Regions from separate parts of the Gossypium hirsutum genome. Here region 2 is linked to region 1. Evidence: chromatin contacts called from public Hi-C data. All regions are on one chromosome and are shown on one strand. Each heading gives the region's core, a stretch centred on a gene start, on an enhancer-like site or on the middle of the called end of the contact. The rest is flanking DNA. Distances are from core to core; before and after follow the strand shown.

Region 1 (6,567 bases), core at 2,980-5,479:
TCCTCTAATTCTTGAAACTTTAGTAAGTAAACGTCGAAGTTCTGATATCGATATTTTCCTTTCATCTCTTAAGGCCGAAACTAATAATGTTTTTGCGCACTTATGAAGCGTTCATCTTCGTGCTGCTCGAATTTGTGTTCTTACCTTAAGAGAAAGTACTCTCACTTGGAAGATAGATAAGTAAGTCTACTCGTTCGACTTTTGGAATGAGACTTCAATGATCTATTTTTAGAGTTTTAACATATTATCAATTTACTAATAAAGGGTTCAAAACCAGATTTCTTCCGTCGGAGTTGGAATTAGAATTTGGGATTGAATTATCAAATCTTGGAATTAGAATTTGGGATTGAATTATCAAATCTACCGATCTTTGATAAAAGAAATTTTATATGTGTGAAATGTTGAGAGTACATTAAATATTTCAAAGGAATGCTAAATCAAAAAAAAAAAAAAGGAAAACAAAAGTATTTCGATCCATAATATTTTGCGTGATTTGGCTTGAAAACATTATTTAAAATGGTTTTTACAAAATCAAACATATGTTTTTACAAAAATTAAACCTGTTTGTTTAAAATTCCAATATTTTATCCAACGACAATTTTTAATCAACACACAAGTTTTTGTTAATTTTTTTCCCGTGCTACAATTTAAGTTAAGAAGTCAACTTTAAATATTCAAATTTAGATTTTTTTTTTCAAAGTTATTCGTTTTCTGAAAATATCTTCCCAAGAAATTCATGGGGTTTTACTTTAGTTTTTCACAAACAAATCAACTCACTGATTTTTATATCAAAGGAGATAACGACATTAATCCAAAGTAGCTAATTGTTTTCCGTGCTATTAACATGATAATTGTAATATTTAACATTCTAGACCCGGTTTAAGGATGGCCAAGAATTGTCAAACCTTTCCACCAGGCACCAACCGATCAAAGTACAGCCAATCCAATTCACTTAGAATTCTCTTAATGGGCATGATACATGAACGAGCTCTTAAATTATGTCACTTGGCTTATAGTGATACCATCTGATCAACTGTATACTCCTTTATTCATAATTATTCTCTCTTTAAAGACAGAAAATCAGTAAGCTCAAGCACATAATTTAAAACGACAAGGCTAACACGAATAAATAGTTCAATCTTGCTGAGTTCGGTTTTACTTTATCTTGCGATAACAGGAATGTGAACGACTGTCTATGAGCTTGCGGAATAGGGCTGAACTTTCTTCTGCAGGAATTGCAGCATGTGTTCACGTTTCCAATTGTCAATTCTGCAAAATAATCACAGGAGTAAGAAGCCTCATTGTTTTCACCAAAATGTGAGCAGGAATAATGCAAACGGAAAATTGATAAGACTCTTGTTTCCTAAGTCTTAAGAAAGGCTGAATTTTATATGATTCGCTTTTCTGCATGTATCCACATATATGGAGAATAACAAGGTAAAACTTGGTGCATAAACAAAGATCATATTTATTCGTTTCGTATCTTTCTAAATAGCTTGAGAGCAAGCATAGAGGGAGAAAACAAAAGGGGCTAGGTAAAGAAAAAAAAAATGGTTGGATGTTAAGGACCAAAATTTGAATGGAGAGAAATATCATGAGTTTGGCCAAAGTAATCTGTCCAAGTATTCCTCTTTATTCAGTGGATATTATATCTCAAATATGAGCAAAAGTGCATTAATAGAAGGCACCAAACCTTATGGTTTCCTTATATTGGCCCTCGTCATCCAACATGATCAACTTGGGAGGAGAATTGAAAAGATATTGAACTTTAACTGTTGGAAACTTGTCCTTCTCTTCTTCAATGAAACCAACAATTTCCGGATAGAATACTAGTTTCCTCATGCAAACTTCCAGTATCGCACCTGAATAAGTAATCTGCAATTGCAAGAATATAGGTGCAACTTTAGAAATTAGGAAAAGATTTAAAGGAAAAAAAACACAGCATGCAATACCAAATTTAAGAAACTTCTATTCCCATTTAAAATGATAAAGGTGGTTGAGAACAACAAATATCTAGAATTTAGAAGCTTTTTGTTCTGCAATCCCATCATTTATGGTTCGCTTCCACCTTTCCCCTTTCTTTTAGGGTATAAATATCATTCCCTTTCCCCAAACAGAGCAGCAAAGAAAAATGAAATGAGCAGACTAAAGAAATGCAGGACTAACTGCAAGTCAGAAATGATCTTAGAATAGAGTTGTTCGTAAAAGGCATTTTCAAAAGAAGATAAGACATGATATATGTTTCTTACAAGCAAAGTCCACGAAGAAACTTAATACCCTTAATATTTAATACAATTAAAGAGTGTCATTGTATCTGATGTACCTGCAGTACTATTATATATGCTAGAGATTCGATAAAAATGTAAAAATCCATGAACTCTTTTGCTAAAACGCAACATCCTCCTTTTCACAAGTCTCAATATAATCTGGGAATTAAATGACGCACCAATATAGAGCAGGAAAATATTTTTTTTAAAGAAAAACAGAGAGGATAAAGTGTAAGAGAGATTTAGAAAAATTACATGAGTGGTTAAAAATCTACTAAAGCATAAAATTTTGAACCCCTCTCCCATGCCAAAGAAACCCATATCCAAAGCATGTTTCATACCTTACTTGTAGAATCATCTGAGTCTTCTGTGCAACATTTCAAGCAGTCAGATATCAACTCTGCCATCAAAACACATAGACATAGTTACAGTCAGATTGATGCATGTAATGCACATATCAGTTATTTGGTCTTTATTGTTGAGTCTAATATTAAAGATAAACACACCAGAGCAGCTGTGTTGTTTAAATCTCCAGTGTCACTCATTTTTTGTTAATCAAATGCATTACACTTGGCACACAATGATGGTTCAGCATACTTGAAATAGCATCATCAAGCAGAAGAATCACAAGGCAGTTTCATTTTGTACTGAAGGCACAAAATAGTTCTATTTCTACATAATCAGTACAGTTAAAATGTTCCCAACTGCACAGGAAGATGACAATCAAATAGGTAACCATTCAGCTTTTTGGTGCTAGATACAGCTCACAGCAGCTAACTGGAGCTTAAGTTAAAATCCAAATGGAGCCTAAGGAATTTAAGGAGGCAGGGAAATTAAACACGAATGGAGCCTAAGGAATTTGATTACGCAAAAGGAAGACAGGGCAATTTGAATAACAATAAAACTCTAATACTTAAAAATTAACTAGGATTTTCCTTATAAAAGAAAAAACAATGCTTCCTAATGGACATTGCAGATGTGGTATTGAAATGATAATCACTTTAGAAATTTTGAAATTTTCAATAGAATGGAGCCATAGCTTGAGAAATTTGAGAAAGCAACTGGCCCCTTTTTTTTAATAATCTCTTTATAGGTTCGGATCATATCAAATCTTTTTAACACAATGCCTAAAACTACCCAGTGCTCTCTCAACCCATAAATAGCATAAATTAGGGGATAATGTGCTCCAATGCATTCGAACCCACGTATTACTGTATTTGCAACAATGTGCCAATCAAGCTAAGATGGAACTGACCTTAAATCAGAAATTCTAAGTCATTTAACCACTTAAACTGTTGCTGCCAACTACAAAGATGCTTATATAGAAAATTATCATGATTATTTGAAGTTTGACCATATTACAAAGAGATGCATTAGTGGCAACTGGAAAACGCATCAAAATCGATAAATAACCCCCCAATTAAAGATTAGACAAAGCCCTCTGATACCCTAACATCAAAACCCAGAAATTAAAAAAAAAAGAAAGTAAACCCAGTCTGACAAAACCAAAATTAATCCAAAGAATTCACCTTAAATTTCCAAAATTTAATCAAGCAAACCGCTATAGCAGCATAAAAAGGAAATTTCAAGTTTGTTTTCCAATTATTTTTTGAAGAGGGTATTGATTCAGTACCTTTGTCCTTGACATACTCAGAAAAAGTGTTGCAATCAGAACAAAGGGCTAAACCCGTGAAACCCAGATCCTCACATTGCTTTGAACTTAGCTGTTCTTTCGATGATGATACAATAACGAAGGAAGCAGATGGAATTAAAATAAATATTAACACCCAATAATATAATGTGAACCTCAACATCTCTATCTCACTTTCACAGCTTCTTTCATTTAACAAGTCTTCCTCTTCGAAGTTGAAAGTCGCTTCCTTCGCTTCCAAACAGGAAAGAGTACTGCTGAGTTCTAACCTCTTAAAAAGGGAATCCGGAACGCGAGTGTTGATAGCGAAATAGAAACGATGTCGTTTGCTACTTTAACAATGTAAATACAACTAATGGACTTACTTAACGATGTCGTTTGGGTCAGACAAGTTTCTTACCCAATCAATTTTTTACGAGATGAACTTCAAAAGTGATTATCCAGCTATTAGTTCATTTAGGTTAAATATTTTTATTTTAATAGTTAATATTATCAAAATTTAATATTTTCGGTCACTCTTTCTTTAAATCACTAATGATGACCTTTTTTATATTTACATAATAATAAATTTAACCTTCCAATATTTACAGATTCTATTAATTCAGTCCTAAATCTTAAAAAATTAATAAATTTAGCTCTCAACTTTACACATTTGATCAAATTAGCCTTGATTCTTAAATACTAAAAGAATTAAATACAAAAAAATTATTTAAAAGTTTATTATTCGATAAAAATACATAAGATTTATATAAATACATACAAAATTATAAATAATTATAAATAAATGAATATTTTTTCTCATTTTCTAACATGAAATTTATTTATTAAATAATAATTTTATAAATAAAATAATTTAAGGGGAAAAATTCATGAAGAAGGTTTACGCAAATTCAACTTTTCTCTTTTTTCAACATTAACGACTCTCATGTTCAGGTTAGGTAAAAAATATAACTTAAGGTCGAAAAAGATGAGTGTAACACCCCTCGCCTAACCCGATTGTTAGGTTCGACTTACAGGATGCAACATTCGTTGTCGGAGTAACTACAATCATTTTGCAGTAAAAATTTTCATACGCATATGCACTTCAATGTCAATCATACTTATTTCGTATAAAACAACCAAATTTAGTTTTAATCAAACTTATAAAAGCTCTTTTGTCAACCCGAGCTCAAAATAGGACCAAATTGCAAAGTTTTAAAACTTCAAGGCTGACATCGTGACATTATCACTTCCATGTTGTGGCGTCCCCAAACAGTTTGTCACGTCACAGAGTCAGGTCATTCAACGTCGCAACGCCACTTACTATCAATTGACGTTCCAACGAAGAAGAATGGTCGTCGAGACGATGACTCTGTTTTTGGTATAAATAAACCATTTGGTACCGATTTCAATACTTCCAACCATACTTAACATTTTATGCAGCAAATATCAAACCCAATTGGTACAAAACATACCCAAAACCATACCATTCAAGTTTAAACATTCAATTCAACTTTTTTTACAAGATATTCAATTCACTTTCACCAATTAAGCTTAAACAATTTCATTACCATTTGAGCATACTAACCAAATTCATTCAATTGCTTAACATTACCTATATCAAATTTATCAAAACATACCATTTTACTCCCATTACATACACAATTCATTATAGGCATGTTTAAGACATAAATCATGAACCAAATGGACCATTCACTAGTTTATATCTCAAGCATAACAACAAGGTATACCATTTCCACATCAAGCATTTCTAAATTCACATACCAACTAATAAGTTCATGTTCTAACTTACCAAAGCATCCAATTTTGTTAAATTAAGTATTAACCACTTCATTTGTCGTGCACATGATTCAGAACATCATAAACCAAATCTATTTCCACATTCAATTCATCAAGAGTTTTATACCATAAGGTATGTACCAAGAAACCTATATAAATGCCACAAACTTAAGTTCAAAATGATTAAACATCTACCAATTCGGTGACTGGATAGTTGCTAGAGTATACCCAAAGACCAATCATGAAATAGTTGTAATTACATACTTATTTTACCTGTTTGTTACTATAAGGCAATGTCATTGTTATTTCAGTTTTTTTTGTGTATATAAATAAATTGATTAATAATAAAGTCCTAAGAATAATATGATTCTTAAAAGGTCCTTAGTCAAGTATTATTATGGGCTTGGACAATAATAATGCATTGAGACTAATATGTAGTTGATTGATGACAAAGTGTTATCATTGACATAGGGATGTCAAAATCAATACATGATTATGTGTTAGAGAACAACATACTGGACTAACCCACCATGAGTATGTTTCTTGGATTATTATGTAATAGTTACAAACATTACTCATAGTGATAACTATGTATATGATCCTCAGGCTTGAGATCATTATTGTCCCAACATTGTGAGTTGTATATTTTGATATAGTCAAATGTCTACCATAACAGGTTGTATTATAAAGATTGATGTTGGATATACCACAATCCATGTAGCAAGATATGGTTGATCAAGATAGGATTTATCCCTCCTACATAATGGTATATTGGGTCTCTTGATGGTGTGAGACTAGAAATGCATGGCCATACTCAAATAAGTTTATATAAGATATAACACTTAAATTTTTTTAGTCTACTCAGAATAT
Region 2 (6,567 bases), core at 1,487-3,986, 110 kb after region 1:
ATGTGACAGGATATTATGTTGAAAATTCGGGTTCTGTATGAATTAAAATGGTTTGGTAAAACCTGTTAAAGTTAGTGGTGTTTTCCCACAAAGGCCGCTAAAGAACATGACCTTTAGCGACGCTTTTCCCACAAACACTACTAAAGAACATGACCTTTGGCAGCGCTTTCACTAAAAGCGCCTCTAAAGGTCATGCCTCTAAGGGTCATGTTCTTTAGAGGCGTTTGTGGGAAAAGCGCCACTAAAGGTCATGTTCTTTAGCGGCGTTTGTGAGAAAAGCGCCGCTAAAAATTTTGTTCTTTAGCGGTATTTTATGAGAAGCGCCTCTAAAGGTCATGTTCTATAGTGATGTTTTCCCGCATAAACGCCACAAAATTTAGCATCATTACCTATAGCAGTCTTTTTTGCGGCGCTTATCAAAACACTGCAAATTATTTTAGCGCTGCTATAGGGCCAATAAAACGCCGCTAAAAATATGTTTTGCTAGTATAAATTACTTAATCATTTATGTTGTGGCTGACACATAGCACAAAGTGTCACATTAGTACCATAATGTCATATATATATATATATTAGAAGTTTTTCTTTATATATTTAATCTTTGGACTTCTTAAAAATATTCTTTTTCAAAACTTAATATTTTTATTTATTAAAATATATTTTTAAAAATTTGAAAGTATATTTTTATATATTCTAAAGTATATTTGTTAGAATTTATATGAATATTGAATATATGATTTTTTAGAATTTTTATATAATTTTTTAAAAATATTTCATTTTTACCAAAAGTTCTTTTTATTGAATTATTTTTGTTTTATACGTATTATATATATATATATATTCTATAACAATACTTTGAAACATGGAACATTGACATAATAAATTCTTTTCAAAAATTCTAAAATTTCGATATTTTGATAAATATGGTAATTAATTCAAGTTTATTTTAAATATTAAAATTTTATATTATTAATTTATATAAATAATTTAAAAAATTCAACATGTGTATTAATTTGTTTTTAAATTTTCTAATCATAGTATTTCTTTCTTTTTTGATAAATAATCATAGTATTACTTAAACCTTACAAATTTTGTAACAATTTTGTAACAAATAAATATAAAATATTAAGGTTGATACATAGCAACGCAAGAGATAATAAAACTAGTAAATTATATTAGGATGATATTAAATCTATAATTTTTAAGCACCAATACATCCTCAATTTTTAAATACATTCAAAGGATATTATACACTCAATCATATATAATAACTTTTCTAATTTAATTAAATTATTTATATAATTATTTTTTAAAAAAGAAAATAATAAACAAACAGTATATTAAATTACCTTTTCAAAGGTTTTCTTTCTTTTATAATTTAAATAATATTTAGCTATTCTTTTCAAATTCTATTAGTCTTTTATTTATTTCATAAGGTTTTTTACTTTTTGGAAATTGATGAAAATGCATAAGCAATTTAAAAAAAAAAACTAAAGCGAACAAATAACAAAATAAGCAAAATTGAAATAAAAAAGACTAAGCAAAAAAATTGAAAATTGAAACCATATCATTGATTGCTTTATCAAACTTTGGTTTTGGCTTAATATAATATTTGGTACTTGAATTTGACATTTTTTCTTAATTTAGTATCTAAACTTTTTTTTTGCTCAATTCAATACCTAAACTTGACACTTTTTCTTAATTTGATACTTAAACTTTTTTTGAGCCCAATTTGGTACCTGAACTTGACATTTTTTCCTAATTTGGTACTTGAGCTTTTTTTTAGGTTCAATTTGGTACCTAAATTTATTAAATGTTATACAAATTACGTAAAACACTAACGATGTTTTTTTTTGTTATGCTACAAAAATATTGTCAGTATTAGAGGAAATTCATGTTAAAAAATAGGAATTGAATTATGTGTAACGAATTAATATTAAATAAGAATTTTTTTAAAACCTCAAATTAAAATAAATTCATTATTTTCAATTCATAAAATATTTAATTAAATAAATAAAAATTAAAGTAATTGAACATATAAAATACAAAAAAATATCATATCATCTGTCTCATGTCAGTGATACATTGATTACTTTTGCTACTTTATAAAGAAATAACATTGTTAGTATATTGGAGTAATTTGTATAATGTTTCACAAGTACCAAATCGAAAAAGAAAAGATTAGGTATCAAATTAGAAAAAAGAGTCAAGTTGAAATACCAAGTTGGACCCTCAAAAAGTTTAAGTACCAACTTAAGAAATAGTGTCAAGTTTAGGTACCAAATTAGGAAAACAGATCAGATTCAAGTACCAAATGTTATATTAAACCTTAAAAAATATAAAAAAGTATAAAATAAACAAATGGCTATTAAAATTTAAAAAGAATAGCTAAAAATGATTTAAATTATAAAAGAAAGAAAACCTTTGAAAACGTAATTTAATAAACCTGTATATTTTCTGTCAAGATTTTAATTATATAAGTAAATTAATTAAATTAGAGAAATTATTTAAAAAATATAATTTTTAAAATGATATTAAATAAATTATTTTTTAAAATAGAACTACTGACGTGATCTGGGTAAGATCTTTAACAGATATGATTATTAATACACGATTCTTTGAAGTCAAATTAAGTATTCACTATTAGTCATAACGAAAAAATATATAAATTATCAAACCAATAAATAAATCAACTGACTTCTATCGTCTCGTCTAGTCTCATCCCCGTCTCAGTCACATCTTTTCTTTATCGTTCTCTATCCGCTTCCGTCTGCTCTGAAACTGCGTCGTTTCTGAAGCTCCAATAGTGCCAGTGCTTTTCTTCTTTCATTTTCTTTAGCCTTATGATCCAAAGGTCAGTTCAATTCTGAGTTATGTTTTTCTTTTTGATTCCACTATTGTTATTTTTTTCACTGTATTGTGCATTTTGCAGTGTATAAATTTTATGTGAAGCAACAATAAATTAGCGTTGTTTTCAAAAACATTTTTCATCGTAGATTTCTTTTTCATATATTTGGAGATGAAGGGAATAGAAATATTTGTGTTCCGTATAATTGATTTTATTATATAAATATTTCTTCTTTTTTTTTTCAGGGTCTTTAGCTTTGTAGGTCAGACTATAAAAAACTCGGAGGAAGATCGAGCAAATTTCGACTGCTCTTTTTATTTCTTTGGGTCGAAGAAGATTTGTTTTTATTTTTATTTTTGTAAAGGTATGAACCGTTAATTTGCTGTCCAGAAAAAAGAAAATTTTAAAGAACAAAAAAGTCAAGCTGGAGTCTATTTCTTTTTACCAAATTTTCTTGGCCTCCGAAAGGAAATTTGTTCATGTAATATATGGCATCATCGCTAATGTACCATATTATTTTCTCTTTCTTCTATATGCCCTTAAAAAAAAAACTCTTACTTTAAGCATATTGGAAATGGGCAGTTAAGGATTTTATTATTCCCCCATTATTATTATTTGATTTTAATCATAAGAGAAAACACTAAAAAGTTATATTTCCTGATTTATCCAATTCTTATCATAGCTATTAAAGTTTTTGTGTGATATATTACCATGGGTTTTGCCTTCATGTCTTTTAGATATCCTTGTTGATTGTTTAGATTCCTAGACTACGGGTAAGGTAAGGTAAGGTAAGGGTAGTTAGACTTTAACAAGAACATAGTTGATACTTTATCAGAATGTTTCTATTGGGTTTTCTGCTTTATTTGTTAATTTATGTTAAACAATTCCTTCCACGACTAGGATTTGGAATTGGATGAATTTAGTACATATTCATCTCCCGCGTTCATGTTATATTACTGCATTTGGTCTTGCATACGTCTTTTGCGATTAATACATGTTTTGGACTTTTGATTGCTCTATTCTCATTTCTTCGTTTTATTTGCAACTTTACCGCAGATATTCTGGGAAGTTTTATTTGATGGCTTCACCAGCTATTGACTCTGCATGGCTATCCTCACCTAGTGAGCCCTTTTGTAAATCTTTGAATGTAGGGGAAGCACATCCAGCCGATATTTTACCTGTGCTGGAAGCTCCTGTGCCTTTTGCATCTGATAACTCTAATGCTCCATAACCGCCACCTCTCCCTAGTAAAAATTGTACAAGAACTAAGTTTTCCAAGAGGCCTCTTGATGATATTGTTGTCCCAAAGGAAACAAAGGATGCATGGGACAACCTGTTTAAGGAAGGGTATGGTGCAGATGTTTGTATTCTCACCAATGAAAAATCATGTGTTCTAGCTCATTCTAATGTTTTGGTGAGTTAATTATACATATATATATATCCTTGCTATCTCTTAATTAAAACAATAAAGGTGGCTTGATTAATATCATAATGTTAAGGAAGTTTTCTTCTTCTAGTTATTAAGAGGATTTGAATTGTTGTTGCTTGCTTTTAAATTTGAGTAGAAATTCAGCCAATGGTCTTGCACTGCTATTCTTCAAAAACGGAAATTTTAAGTAATGTTCAAGCTTGAATTTGTGTCCTTATAAATGGCAGAATACTTATTTTACCATATAGCTGTGGAAAGATAGAAGCTATAAGACTGTAATATCATCAATTCTTCATACTTTGATTTCTGAGCTAAATTTTCTTTCTTCTCCTTTGTAGAGTATTGCATCACCTGTGCTGGCTAATGTTCTCAGGCTATCAAAAGTCAAGAATGGCATGAGATACATCAAAATCCCTGGAGTACCTCATGGAGCTGTCTGCATGTTTATTCGTTTTCTATATTCATCTTGGTATGTTTGAAATATTTTTCTGCATACTTTTGGCATAAAATATTTAGCGGTAGTTTGTGTATATGGTTTTAAATCATTATATGATGATAGTTTCCTGTCTGTTTCTACTATATTTTAAGTGGCAACCAAAACCAGAAAATATGTTAATTTATGTATCATTTGACAGATATGGCATGATACTAAGTACCAAATTTGTAGTCTCTTAAAGTTGCTCTGTTTATTTCCTTTCTTTTCTTTTCTTTTTATCACTGCCTTAAAACGCCTAAGAACATATATAAAGTTAGGATGCTGGGAACTAAGCTGTTCCACTGTGGCTGTGCAAAGAGTTGCACCACCACCAAGTTCATGCATAGTTATTTATGTCGAGATAATTTGTTTCGTGGTCTTTTAAAGGTGTCTGTACTGTCTGTGATTGTAATTTCTGAATAATGCATGATCAATATGAAAGTACGGTTCTTAGAATCTTCATGCAGGAGAACGGTACTAGTTAAGTTCAAACTGGACATTTCTAGAAAACCATTTCTATCTGTAAAAGGAAAAGGGAAATCAACTTGTTTTTCCATTTGCGAGGACTTCCTTTTTCCCCTGTAGACCTGTATGTTATGTACTAGTTGTGGAAACTTATAGGCACTGCTAAATTGGCATAGGTTCTTTATGTCTGTCCCTAGTTATCTCTGTTATAATTGGATTCACTTGGTTTTATTCTATACTGAAATACAGCTATGAAGAGGAGGAGCTGCAGAAGTTTGTTCTCCATCTATTAGTCTTGTCACATTTCTACTCAATTCCATCACTGAAAAGAGTTTGTATTTGCTCACTGGAGCAAGGCTGGCTTACCAGAGAAAATGTGATAGATGTTCTTCAGTTAGCAAGGAATTGTGATGCACCTAGGCTTGCCTTCATTTGTGTCCGTATGGTTGTAAAGAATTTCCAATCTATATCTTTAACTGAAGGATGGAGAGCAATGAGACGTGCCAATCCTGCTCTTGAGCAAGAACTTGTAGAGTCTGTTGTTGAAGCAGATACTGTAAGTGTTAACCTTCTTTATGTTTGGAGGAGTTTATATTTGTTTATTGATCTTCCTAAAGAATATAATACACCTTTTATTGTATTTGTTAATCAACTTGTTTTCCTTTTCTCTCTCAGGTAGGTTAGATTTTTGTTATTATTATTTTCTTTTGAGGGGATTCAACATAGTATACTCTTTTGTTTAAAATATCTCTTCCTCTGTCCAAAAGATTCTTCATTTTACGCTTTTTGTTTCTGTTACTTTTTTGGCTCAATGTGTTTCCTCTTACTATTTCTCAGTTTTACTAGAAAGCTTCTTTTGAAAGAATAAAGTGTTTAACCTTCGGTGAGCTGACTATTTGCAGTGCCTGTTGGTGTAGGTTATTACAGTTTGGAACATGATTCTATCTCATGGAAGATTTTGTTTATTAGCCCTTAGGAGAATCACTTTGTCATTATTTGTTATGCAGCCTATGTATACCCTTTCTTCCCTTCCCTCATAAATGCTGCTCTAATTATGATGCCCGAATATATTAATCGGTTTCTTATTATTATGAATGGAGTTTACTGATAGTTAACCTTATATGGTTATATGTTATACAATTATTCTGTTTTTACATCATTGGTTTTACTTATTCCTTTCTTTCCCTCAGAGAAAGCAAGAGAGGCAGAGAAAAATGGAAGAGAAAAAAGTCTACTTGCAATTGCACGAAGCAATGAGGCCCTCCTTCACATTTCCAAGGACTGCTGTAGGACGATTGGACCTCGTGGTAAGGTGTTAAAAGGGAGCCAGGGTGCTTGTAATTTTCCAGC

The links. Hi-C and Micro-C count contacts between places; a contact is called where the count stands out from the background.
Region 2: a contact with region 1 is called in a Hi-C map of leaf, with 1.8 times the contacts expected there. The contact joins the enhancer-like site here to the promoter of LOC107903826 in region 1. A contact is called at or near these places in 7 of 34 Hi-C or Micro-C datasets (callus, hypocotyl and leaf).

Annotation. Positions count from the first base shown.
Region 1 is chrD05:51,719,308-51,725,874 of Gossypium_hirsutum_v2.1, forward strand. It overlaps LOC107903826 (selenoprotein F), which reads right to left and starts at 4,230. Exons shown (of 4, transcript XM_016829997.2): 1 at 3,901-4,230; 2 at 2,609-2,667; 3 at 1,694-1,875; 4 at 934-1,269. The coding sequence starts at 4,081. The coding sequence ends at 1,194.
Region 2 is chrD05:51,830,330-51,836,896 of Gossypium_hirsutum_v2.1, forward strand. It overlaps the pseudogene LOC107903708. Among protein-coding and RNA genes, the nearest start is that of LOC121217066, 30 kb to the right of the region's middle. Within about 2 kb of position 2,737, at least 6 of the 9 cell types and tissues checked have an H3K27ac peak or open chromatin away from gene starts, as enhancers often do. A contact at or near this core is called in hypocotyl and leaf, where this site is marked.